Linked DNA regions of Danio rerio: all the other regions are linked to region 1. The links are chromatin contacts, called in public HiChIP or PLAC-seq maps. All regions are on one chromosome and are shown on one strand. The core of a region is the stretch at or near the end of the contact, and the rest is flanking DNA. Distances in the headings are between cores, read along the strand shown. Region 1 holds the start of zbtb16b (zinc finger and BTB domain containing 16b). Region 2 holds the start of ncam1b (neural cell adhesion molecule 1b). Region 3 holds the start of or91a2 (olfactory receptor, family 91, subfamily A, member 2).

Region 1 (4,132 bases), core at 1,082-3,581:
AATGCACTCTTAAGGTACTTGATCCTGCGGTCTTCAACATCCTCGGCACCATTCTCATTCATGTTCACATCTGTATCGTTCTCTTCAGATGCCTGGATGGTTTCCAAAATCTTCAGACATTGCTCCTCCAAGTACTCGATTTCTAAAATCTCTGCGGCGTACAGCAGGTCATCCAGGTCTTCCAGCTTGGCTTGGAGCGTGGCGGTGTAGGCGTACTCCAAAATCTGCTGGAAGGTCTTTGGTGAGAGGAAGTCCAGAGTGTAATGTTGGCTGTTGCGGTGGAACAGGATCTCGAACATCTTACTAGCACATGCAAGCACGGTTCTGTGCGCATGAAACTCCTGGCTGTCGACCATGATGACCACATCACACAATGTCCCAGACAGGCGCATCTGGTTGGCCTTCTGCAGGAGAGTTGTAGGGTGGCTGGGGTTCTGAAGGTGGATCGCACCCATTTTAGTCAAATCCATAACATCAAGATTTACCGAACCATCTCACAGATCTGCTTCCCTCCTTGAGTGCTCCTGCAAATGTCATTCAGTCAGTTGTGTATCAAAAACAAGCACCAAATATACTACGTCAGATGTGTTCATCTAAGTTACACAGGTCACGTTAATCATCACTCAAACAGGTTAACTGAGTGCATTGAGAAAGAGTCAAAGGGGAGTTGTTGTTGTTGTTATTGAACCGCCATAAAGAAGCACTAGCCAATCGTCACAACATGTACTTAATCTTATGCAATCGCAGCTATAGTAATGGAAGGCTGCCAGATGAAACTGAACTGACTGCATTCGGCACATGCTCTGGATGAGTTTGCATTTATGATATTGTTCTTCAGGCAAAAAGCATAATTTGTTTTAATTGTAGGCCCACTTTGTAGCAACACCGAGTCACATTCCTGCAGTCGAAAATAATAAAAACACCCCAGGAGCGACATTTTAAAGGCATTTCTGTTGTGACATGTAGAAAAACCACAAGACTGACTGTTGGTCATATACTGTATATTTTAAAATTCTGTACATTTTTTATTTACAGTTCAGCTAATATCAGCAAAAGTTTCTGAAGTGTTCAGCTGATTCACATTTTTGTCTGACACAATAACTAATAAAGCTGACTTAGTATTCTAAACATTTTTGTTTTTCTTTTAAGCGTGAATGACTATTAGACCTATTACCATAATTAAAGATTTGTCTGTTGTTATGACAAATTATTAGATTATTTAACATCATATCAATTGATGGTAAGAAAAAAATAGATGATAAATATATGTACTGTAAAGTATCAGTTTCTGAAGTATTGCATAGGTATTGCACTCACACCTTCCTTGGACTAACCAAGCAATTGCTACAGTCGTGATCTTTAAAAAAAAATCGATAGAGTAGATTATGAATGAGTTAAATAGATATAGATAACAAACAATTAAGTTTAACATATCAATATGCAGCAAAATTATATCCGCATCAATTAATATTAGGCCTATTAATTAATAATATATCATAGGTAACGTCAAATAAAATGTATATTATAAAATAAAGTAATAGTGTGCAATCAATTTTAACATAACAAATAAATAACAAAAAATGCCAATTTCCTAAGTATCGTCCAACCTCCTGTTTTATTTCAAACCTCAATATGTATTTAGTCCGCATGTGTAAATTGCAATCAAGACACTAAGTGCATGTTCTATTAGTCTTAAAAACATGTAGCTTGCACCAAACGCTTCATTTACAAATAACGATATAATGAAGAGGAAAAAAAGGTGGGGATGCATCTTCAACCCTGAAAAGGTTGAGCTCTCCTAACCTTTCAGCCTTTAAATCACGCAAACGTACACTGATAACGTGAGAGTTACTAATTAGACTCACATCTCTATTTATCTCCTGCCTCTGACCATGATTTGACAAACATTACCGATTATATCAGGTTTACGAAGGATGACATGATAAGCAAAAGATCAGACCCCGCGAAGCCATCCGTGCAACAGTCTGTCTCAACATTCAGCCCTTCCAAATGCACCTGACCGACAAGTTGTTTTACGCAACATTAACAGCAGTTACTTCGCAAATGAAATCATTTTATAACACTTACTCTACGTGTCCAGAAAGCGCAAACAAACACGCAGGAGCGCGCGTGCTACGTCTTAAAACACAAGAAACAAGTTGCATCCTCAACGCTAAATGAACTCATTCTCGCAGCACTTTCGCCTACTAATAGGCATTCATACTGTCGCACTCAGCATGGGGAACAATTAAAGCTTTACCGGCGAAGTTATTTTCACTTACCTGCAACTGGCGCGTAAATTGAACACTTGTTATTAAGGCATCAACATACTGAGGTTCAGAGGAGCCGCTTCACGCGCTCTACACTCGCCGTGCGGATTCCAATCATCATCATCAGCGTGACGTCAAAGCAATGGCTCGCTGTTTTCACTGAGGCGCGCCAAGACGCCGCGCGCACGAGCCCCGCGATTATTAGTGCTTTGCTTTCAGGATGGAAGCTGCTCAAGAAAACAGCACCTTGTTGCCTGAATCGAACTCAAACTCTTTATGAGCATTTGCGTATGACTGGGAATCGGTCATTAACAGCGAAATATATACAGCCCTCTTACAGTTCCCTCAGTTGATGTGTTAAGTTTAAAGAGCACGACTGTATTAAAAGGGCTTAAGCTTGACAATGAATGAAGGGAAGAAACGATGAATGAGAATAAAAGGACGCACAACAGTACAGTGCCAATGAATGTAGAATCAGTCTAATCCCGTAGTCTTCTAATCTGGAGACATGCTGCTTTATTCCCTAAACTGTAACCCTGAAAACATCTGAGGACTTCTAGATATTTGTGTGGCTGTTTTACTCTGCCACTTTGATGATTACGTTTTATTATTATTATAAATAATTTTAAAAGCCCTTTTACACGTTAGTTTGGGTAATTATATGCAACCAACCCTGAACCAAACTTAGCTATTTTAGCCCTCTGGTGAGTACATGTTAATTAATACAGCCACACTCGGTATTTAAAAGTATAATTACACTGTAATAAATTCACCCTAACATAAACTGACCACAATATTGTTCCTTGCAATTTTAGATTGATAACAATTTACCCAAAGGCTTTCAGAAAGTTGCATTACAGTGCATTTAGTTTGTTCGATGTTAAGAAACAAAACAAACTGCATTGGAACAGACTCGCTGTCTGACTTGCATGTGTTAGTGTTGTCGAGTATGTTTATATGAAGCACGTGCGGTCACGTCTCATTTTCTGATACACGAGCGTAATGAAATAGCGCCACTTGCTGGGGAAAAACTTCACTTGTGACCTGGACCACAAAAATCAGACGTGTAATCTTTTAGAAATCTCCTAAAAGCTTAATAAATAAGCTTTCCGTTGATATATGGTTTGTTAGGATATATTTGTCCATGATACAACTATTTGAAAATCTGAAATACAAGAGTTAGAAAAAATCTAAGTACTAGGAAAATTTTAAGTCTTTAAAGTTGACAAATTGATATGCTTTGCAATGCACATTAATACTAATGAATTGGATTTTGATACATTTACAGCAGGAAACTGTAAAAATATCTTCATGAAACTTGATCTTTGTTTAATATTCTAATGAGATAAGACATATCAATTGTTTTGACTTATATGTATTTTTTCATTCATTCATTTTTCTTCGACTTTATTCATCAGGGGTCACCAAAGAGAAATGAACCACCAACTTATTCAGCATTTATATTACATAGCGGATGGCCTTCCAGCTGCAACCCAGTACTAGGAAACACCCATTTACACACTGTGGCCAATTTAGTTTATTTAATTCACCTACACCGTATTTGGACTGTGGAGGAAAACCAGATCACCTGAAAGAAACCCATGCAAACACGGGCAGAATATAGCAAACTGCTCAAAGAACTGCCAACTGACCCAGTCAGAACTCAAACCAGAGACCTTCTTGCTGTGTGGCGACAGTGCTAACGTATTTTTGTCTATTGCCAAAAATATACATGTGCAAAATAAGGTATTTTTTTCATCCTGTGTCACCTTTATCAGTCTTAATAACGTCAAACAATACAATAAAAATGAGTGCATATTTACAGTATTACTTTAGACTGATACACACTGTTAACCTTTACT
Region 2 (4,132 bases), core at 775-3,274, 210 kb after region 1:
GCTTGTCTCAATATATCCACACTTGCGGTCATGGTCACTTAGAGTGTGTGAAAGTAAATGTGCAAGACTGTCCCAAGTCTAAAAAATGCTAAAGCTCAATGCATTTAATGCACAGTAGCTTCTCTCAAAGCAGTAATTTGAGGCCAAGCATATGCCATCCATTTTTCATGTTCAGGAGCACAATGCCACAAGAATTTAAGAGAAACATTTGGCAGTAAAGCAACATGGTTTGTTGGTTGCAAAGATGAGCATAGCCATTTTGTAAAATGTTTATGTTTTATCACTTAGGCTAATTGTCATCTGTTATATATAAACGACTCAACAAACATGTATAAGAAAATAAATAAAACATAAATACATAAAAACGTAATGATCAAAAATGATGCACTCTTTACAAAAAAACAAGAAAAAGGTAATGCAAGTAGACAAACAGTCAAGTACTACATTTAATAAATATGTTTCAATAATATTTTATTATTTAGCCATAGGACATGTTGCTTTTACAGTTTTTAAGTAGGTATTACTCTTGTTACTTATTCTTTAGAGTGTAAATAATAAGTCATTTTTTATGTCTTTTAAAAAACTAGTTTTCTTTAATACAATGCAGGCAAATTTAAAGGGATAGTTCACTCGAAGATGAAAATTGTGCATCATTTACCCATCCACCACTTGTTCCAAACCTGTTTACGTTTCTTTCTACTGTAGAGTACAAAACAAGATGTGTTGGAAGCCTCTAAGTACTGACTTCCATATTATTTGTTTTTCCTATCAGTTACAACATTCCAACATTCTTCAAAATATCATATTGTGAATTCAACAGAAAAAAAGAAACTCAAAATGGATTGGAACAAGTCAAAAGTGAGGAAACGTGAAGAATTTTTATTTTTATTTTAGGCTGAACCCTTTAAGTAAACTTTCATTATTTCAGACAGTAAAATTTAGATTTTAGGAAAACACCTGTTTTTGCTTTTGAAGAGTAAAACCCATCTAATAAAGAAAAAAACATTAAATAATAAACATTTATAAATTCCAAAAATGTAATAAATATTTATAAAAGATGCAATTAACATCATTTATAATCTCAAAATTCAATTCAAGTTTGCCAATTACAATCAAAATGGCTTTTGCAGTGATAACATTCTCTTAACTGCATTATAGTTGGGATTCCGCGTCGTGTATGATGTAATATTGATACACAAAACAGGTTAATTACATCATAGACAGTTCCCGCCCAAACTCCCTGATTGGATCTTTCTCGAGTCGTGCAGCAGGTGGACTGCCAAGAAATTCATCCCACTGTCCCATAAGGATTTACAAAGGATCAATTCAAATCAATGCGATTCTTCTGCTATCCTGCAGACGCTTTAACTCAGAGTACAAGACTGATTATAATATTAGCTCGATAATCCTCTCATGTTAAGGACAGGTTCTATTGTCAAAGCCCTTTGGATATAGCCTAGCAAATTAGCCCACACAGCAGTTCCTATAAGATGTATTATTATTATAAGGATACACAAGAAACCGCATGAAAGTAGTAAACAACACGTTGCTCCTCACAAACTATGCAACAGTGCAGATCAATGAGAACAACAGAATTCAAACAGGTCCAGAGATGCACCTGCCAGTGACACCAGCATCACCACATCACTGCCCATAAAAGTAGCATGCAAATCAGAAAGAAAATTGCACAAAACCACTGCTATCATTATATAACTTTTTGTGTTTAGGGTTAGCCTACTGCATAACACATAACGCTCTCTTACCTGCGTTGTCAAAGAAAAGAAGCACCAAGATTATCGCCTTGGTCGGAAACATTGCACTCCCTTTATGAACACACAGTGTGTTTACTGTTTGTTTTTGCCTTCCGTGCTAGAAACGAAGAATCCGTAATCCGTAAAATGATGCCCGAGAAGTTTCCGCGAAGTTTTCTGGACGGGACGCGATTGTTTACGAGAATCCCCGACGCTTGGACTGTATTGATATTGTTGCGGTTTAGATTCGCGTGCCCATATGTCGCGCGCTGAGACTGAGAGGCAAAAGCGCGTGCACACGCAGCTTCAAGATGCACGCGAATTAATCCGCCCAATCAGCGGCGCCTCTGAGGAGAGACAGCGATATGATCAAATGAAGCACTGAACCAAAGCCTGGAAACCAAACACGATCCCCACATCCATCTGACCGAGAAAGAGGAAAGAATGGGAGGGAAAATCAAGTAACAAGTCTTTATCACGTACAATACTTCGGGTAGGTTGAGTTATACTCGAATGTTTAAAGGGATAGCAGTTCAGCTGAGGCATTTTGTTATCATTTACTCACTCTTATTTTCTTCCAAACCTGTATGATTTCCTTCTTCCAAGAAGAAATAATACTCCTAAAGTATGCACTGATATGGACTGGAGATAGATGAAACAATAATGAAAGGAGACTGTATTCTTCATAACAAATCGAGAAGAAAATTTTAAAAGACCCGTTGTTTAGCATATATAAGGGGTTTTCAATGTTTTTTTTTTTTTTTAATTTCATGGTCCGCCAAATATGATCATCCATGTGCAAAATACCCATCTTAAATAGATAAACTATAAGGATTCTTTTGTGTATTTACAATATTTTTTACAGTAATTATTTACTACTGCATATTTATTTATTTATTTAAATATGTTTGTATTTATTTATATATTATTAATAATTTCATCTTATTTTAAATATCATTAATATTTTTTAAATCAAACTCCGCATAGATTATATTTTATTTTGTTTAGTCATTTTTCCATTATTTTACAATTTAATTAGTTTTAATTAATAATAAAAAAGCTTCTTTTATATTTATGTTAATACAATTGTCTAATTTTAATGTAATTTTTATTTGAATAAAGTCTTAATTTTTTTTTGTTATTACTGCTATCCATGTTCATTATTTATTTATTTATTTAATTTTATTTACTTTTTTTTTTTTTTTTCAAACTTTTCAACAGACCCCCTAGCACTACCTTGCATCCCCCAGGGGGTCCCTGGACCCCAGTTTGAAAACCCTGCGTAAAGTGAAGGCGGTGCCCCATTTTGTCATTCTTGAAATAATGATCTCCCTCACGGATCAGTTCACTGATGTTTCTTTTATCTATCTCTTTATAACCCATGCAGAGCTAAAGAGCCACTGCTTTTCACTGTGGCTTTAGAAAAGAAGCCATGAACTTTCAGAGAACAATGATCATCTAAAAGTAGAATCCAAGTATCCAATTTAAAGCTGTGCTTTTGGCCAAGTGTTTTAGCGTGAGTGAGAATTGGCAGTTAGACTTGTTATTGTGTTCATGCATGCATTACACGGTGAGGTTTATTTGCTTCAATATATTTTCAACAAGAAATAATTGCATCCTTCCACAGTTAGGCAGAACTAAACCGAGCATTTTTACATAATTTATCATTTTAGGTTTTTATTCATTATTTTAGCAACACTTTACATTACAGGTGGTGTAATAACCATAATTGAATGCTTAATTAAGGGAACAGTTCATTCAAAAATTTAAATGTTTCTGTTAATCTACTCATGGATTTTTACAATGCAAGATAATGGCATAATATCGTTGAGAGCCAAAGTTATTTATTTTGATTGGTTAACAATTGTTTGAATTTCAATTTTATATATTTATTGACTTGCTAGCTCTTGATGGTGATTGTATGAATCACCAAGGACAAGCATTTCAGCTATACAGATCTTCTTTAATAGGGGAAGTGTATGTATAGTGTTATTCATGAGTCATTCATTAGTCATTTCAATTACTAATGAAGCTAATCATAATTGAATATACAGTATAACATAGAAAAGAACTCATTCAAAAGTCTACTGTAGCAGCAACTAATATATTAAGTACATTAGTTGCTATTAATTAAAGGTGTCATGTATTAATTCAATACAGTAGAATAAAATTAATTAAAAATTATGTTATTAATTCATTTTCTTATTGATAGTTGTAATTAATCATTGTCTAATTAGCCAAAGATAGCAATGTTTTATCACTTTTTGATGCGCTTTACTGTTAACTCTATATCTCAATATTCTGTTTAATTTTTACTATAAATAAACAAAAGATGATTAAATTTGGAATTCTTTTTAGTTAAATGTAAAATGTACTACATT
Region 3 (4,132 bases), core at 1,003-3,502, 130 kb before region 1:
TTCTGTGGTTTCTGGATAATTCAGTTTGCGAATTTGGTAATTAACAAAGTTTCTCCATAATTTGCAAGTGTTTTTTCTAATTAATCTATTGCTCGTACAGATAAGAGAGGCATCATTTGAAATTATAAAAAGTTAATTTTTATTTGTGCATATTTCGGTTGTCTTTATACTCAAAATAGCAAAACATTGTTTTTGTAAAATAATCATGGTGTGCAGTGGGTATCACTATCGCCTCAAAGCAAGAAGTTTGTTTGTTCAAGCCCTGGCTGAGTCAGTTGGTGTTTCTGTGTGGAGTTTGCATGTTCTCTCCATGTTTGTAGGTTTCGTCTATAGGTGCTCTACAATTATAATCTATAATTAATGCTGTTAACAGTATCTAGTGTTTAAAATATCTTTAAATGTGTTATGTAAAATGTTTTACTGCCTGGCTCTTGTCTGACTCTGCATTTATGGATAATTCCACCAATACCACCAGCTAAAAAAGTAATTTGTAATTTGAGTAGTTTTTACGAAGAGTAATTTGTACTTTTACTTGAGTACTTTTTAACACCAGTACTTTTACTTGTAATTGAGTAAAATTTCAGCAATGTAACAGTACTTGTATTTAAGTACAATTTTTTGTACTCTTACCATCAATGGTGGTATGCTCACATTAATCTGGATATGTTACAAAGAATTGTCGTCTTGATCACAGATGTGCCAATGAGACGCATATATGTCACCGATAATGTTTTATGCATTCAATATTTTAAGGAAAACTATGTAATTCCTTTGCTAATTAAACATTCATACTCTGCTCTTACTCTTAACTCTTAACTCTTACTGGTTATTTTATTTTAAATCTTTATAGTTTTTCACTGCCCTTCAAACCACTCATTTAAATGTCATGTAATTAATATAGTATGATTATTTATTCTTTGAATACTTAATTGTCCATGTCAGAATATGTATGTTGCTTACATTTTATATAAATATGTATGTTAAATAGTAAATGACCATGAACATGACTTTACCCATATATTTGACATGTTACTTTCACAAAAGTTATTTGAAACATTATTTTCATACTTTATTTTCAGATAACATGCTTTTTATATTTATTTAATCACTTCTGTAAATTTAATTTGATGTGAACAGTTATAGACAGATAGATTAATAAACACATAATTAATAAAATAAATTACATCTAGCCATGCATATGAATGTAAAATCAATGCTAAACATTTGTGCTGTTTATTCTAATGAAGTAACAAACTATACGTTGTGTAAGGTTTAATTGTGTATGGAAATGCTCAAAGCACCTCCAATAGTTTTACTATCTTTTATTTTGTGCTTTTTATAAACATAAATGCCACAAAAGGCATAATATTTAAGAGCATTATAAAACTTTTTGTCTCGTAATCCATAAACTAAGGGACTCAAACAACGGGGCAAGATCCAAAACAACATGAAATTTGAGAATTTTACATTAATAAACAGCATGATATCTACTTTCAATGTTAGAATATCAATATACGGTGTTATAAGCTGCATCATACCCAGAATCAGCTGAAGGCCATGGAGAATAACAGTTCTGAGACCCTTATATGTTGACTTCTTGTTCTCGGCTGAGGCTGATTTGGCCGCAACCATAATCTTGATGTAGGTGGAGGCAACGATAAACAATGTTATGACACACAACAACTGATGACTTGCTGCTCTCATGTCTGCCAACCATTTCACTTGAAACATGACCTCAATGCTACACACAACATAAGAGTTCATGGCGTTAGTAGGAGTATAAGCGAATGCGATAATAAAAATAACCACTGGGACAACACCACTGACACCCCATACGATTAGAAGCCCATTGATGGTGTTTTTGGGACTGGAGATGCTGGCATGTCTTAAAGGCAAACATATGGCCACATAGCGCTCCAAACACATGGCTACAAGAGTCACAGGTGAACAAATACTGAGCCAACCCATGACTGTACAGAAGATGTAGCAAAAAATAATGTGAATGAACAATTGGTAAGCCGAACCTACAAGGGTTAAATCAGCAAATAGCATAATAGCAGAGTCAACAAACAGAGTCTGAGCAAACAGAATGTAGCGTGTGTCCCTGAAGGTCTCCTTCTTCAGAAAGGTGAAAATCATCAGTCCGTTTACATACAGAAGAATACCGACCAGCACCTGCACCGTCAAAGACTTCTCTTTTATTGCTTTTGAAATAAATGTGTTGCCTAGACTGCTGTTTGCTGTGGAGTTCATAATGACAGCAAAATAAACTTGCCATAAAAAAGATGGAAAAACATCTGAGCTTTCCTTCCTCTGTGCTGTTTTTATATAGCTTTAGATGGGCTGGACCTCTTTTTGTTTACAAATGCTTGTCTTTCAGCATTGCAGATGTTTCTATGACCACAGCACTGATTTCATCATTTAAGATGAATATGATGAAGTAAAGTTGGACAAAAATTGCATCATTCAGCACTTAAGGCCTAATGAACTAATATTATGCTTCTAGAGTTCCAGACAACATGATAGTCATTTTGTTTACACCACCATACTGGAAGGCAGGGAAAGCCAGGAGCAAATATGAAATTACTGGTGCCAGTGAAACTTATTGAGCAATAGAGTTACTGTACATAACACACTTTAAATCAAAAGACATAGATAGACCTGTACATTGCACCTGTACATTGTACCTGTACAAATCCAAGTGAAAAACAGACAGATCTGAACAAAACAAGACGTTACTTACTGGATAGTGTGGCGAGAGACAAATTGCCGTCACCTGGTCACACCTCATCAACGCTGATCATCGCCACCGCGATTACATCAGAGGGAGAGGATTTAAGGACAAGACATGAGTGCTTCAGTGAGCTATGATCTCCACTCTTACCCAGACAATTATACCTCTCTGTTTCACACAGACTCCAGCCGATAGATCAGCGTCACTTAACTTCCGAGCCTGCACGACTGCACCTCTGCAGATTCCCAGGTTCCCTTCACTCACCCTTCAGAAGCATCCCTGTCTACACCACTTATCTTCTTGCATTGCTTCTGGAAAATACTTGTAAATAAATCACGCTCCGGGTGTACATCCAGTCCAGTGTTGCGTTGCATTTGTTCCTCTTCTCGCCACAACTGGTGGAGAATGCGGGCAGAAAACACATCCAAACTGTGAAATGGGAATATTTAAATTCTGTCCTTGGTCTGTTCCAGCAACCCAGCCGCTCTCCACACCAATCTCTACGCCTTCTGCCATCCAGGTACCCCAGAGCAGTGACGTCAACGGCCATGGAAGAAATTATACACCACCTTGTGGAGATTTCCACAAGACAGCAAGTGTTCACAGACTCGCTGGACACTAAACAGGAATGGTTGGAACAAGAGCTGCTACAGCTGGCCAAGTGAGTTTCGCTCCCGGACCCCAGCATTGCAGCCTACCATCATTCTACCAAACTTAGCACCCTGGATGAAATAGACTCATATTTACACACGTTTGGAGTGATTGTAAGAGAAGAGTCTAGCCTAAAGAGGAATGAGTGAAAATTCTAGCTCCATTTTTACCCAAGGAGCCACTGTGGGCTTATTACGCTCTGGAGGCTCCCAGGAATGATGACTATAAGGTATAAAGAGGAAAACTTTAGCCCAAGTGCGACTGTCACCCATAAGCACTGCTTAGCTGTTCAATTCCTGGTCCTTTGAAAGCAGGGCCCGTGCAGTTAAAAGCAGCCTACCTCACCTGCTCAGCCTGTTTGTGGCTCCTCATTGACAACCTAAGCGGTACCCAGGGCTAGCCCTGAAAAAGAGGTCATTGAAAAATTGCTGCAGGGGCTTCCCAGAAGAAAATTTGGCAAATTTTAGTAGAGCTAGCAGAAACAACCCACACCCGAGATAGAGGAGAGAGATCGGCTGCACAGCGCTGGAGGGTGAACCACTCCTGGCAAATGGCAGAGGGTATGGCGAGACCAGACAGCAGACCTGGGGTCCCGAGCCTTGCAGACAGGCTCATGCCTCTGCCCATCAATCCAGCGACCTCAGTGGCACGTGCCTGGCTGGCTGGCCGCATTGTGCATATAACAGTTCCCCCGGCACTCCAGCAAGAAAAGTACTGCTAAATGGAAAAAACCCTGCTGGCCACACT

The links. HiChIP or PLAC-seq counts read pairs in DNA pulled down with a chosen protein or histone mark.
Region 2: an H3K4me3 HiChIP or PLAC-seq map of embryo shows a contact between it and region 1, with 4 times the contacts expected there. The contact joins the promoter of ncam1b here to the promoter of zbtb16b in region 1. A contact is called at or near these places in 4 of 18 Hi-C or Micro-C datasets (caudal fin, embryo, hematopoietic stem cells and 1 more) and 2 of 4 datasets of contacts at active chromatin or transcription factors (caudal fin and embryo).
Region 3: an H3K4me3 HiChIP or PLAC-seq map of embryo shows a contact between it and region 1, with 6 times the contacts expected there. The contact joins the promoter of or91a2 here to the promoter of zbtb16b in region 1. A contact is called at or near these places in 1 of 18 Hi-C or Micro-C datasets (embryo) and 2 of 4 datasets of contacts at active chromatin or transcription factors (caudal fin and embryo).

What each region holds. Positions count from the first base shown.
Region 1 is chr15:20,802,074-20,806,205 of GRCz12tu, forward strand. zbtb16b (zinc finger and BTB domain containing 16b) reads right to left here and starts at 2,332. Exons shown (of 7, transcript XM_693182.8): 1 at 2,283-2,332; 2 at 1-524. The coding sequence starts at 470.
Region 2 is chr15:21,016,427-21,020,558 of GRCz12tu, forward strand. It overlaps ncam1b (neural cell adhesion molecule 1b), which reads right to left and starts at 2,025. Exons shown (of 21, transcript NM_131831.1): 1 at 1,764-2,025. The coding sequence starts at 1,815.
Region 3 is chr15:20,669,917-20,674,048 of GRCz12tu, forward strand. or91a2 (olfactory receptor, family 91, subfamily A, member 2) reads right to left here and starts at 2,253. Exons shown (of 1, transcript XM_017351101.4): 1 at 1,006-2,253. The coding sequence starts at 2,253. The coding sequence ends at 1,273.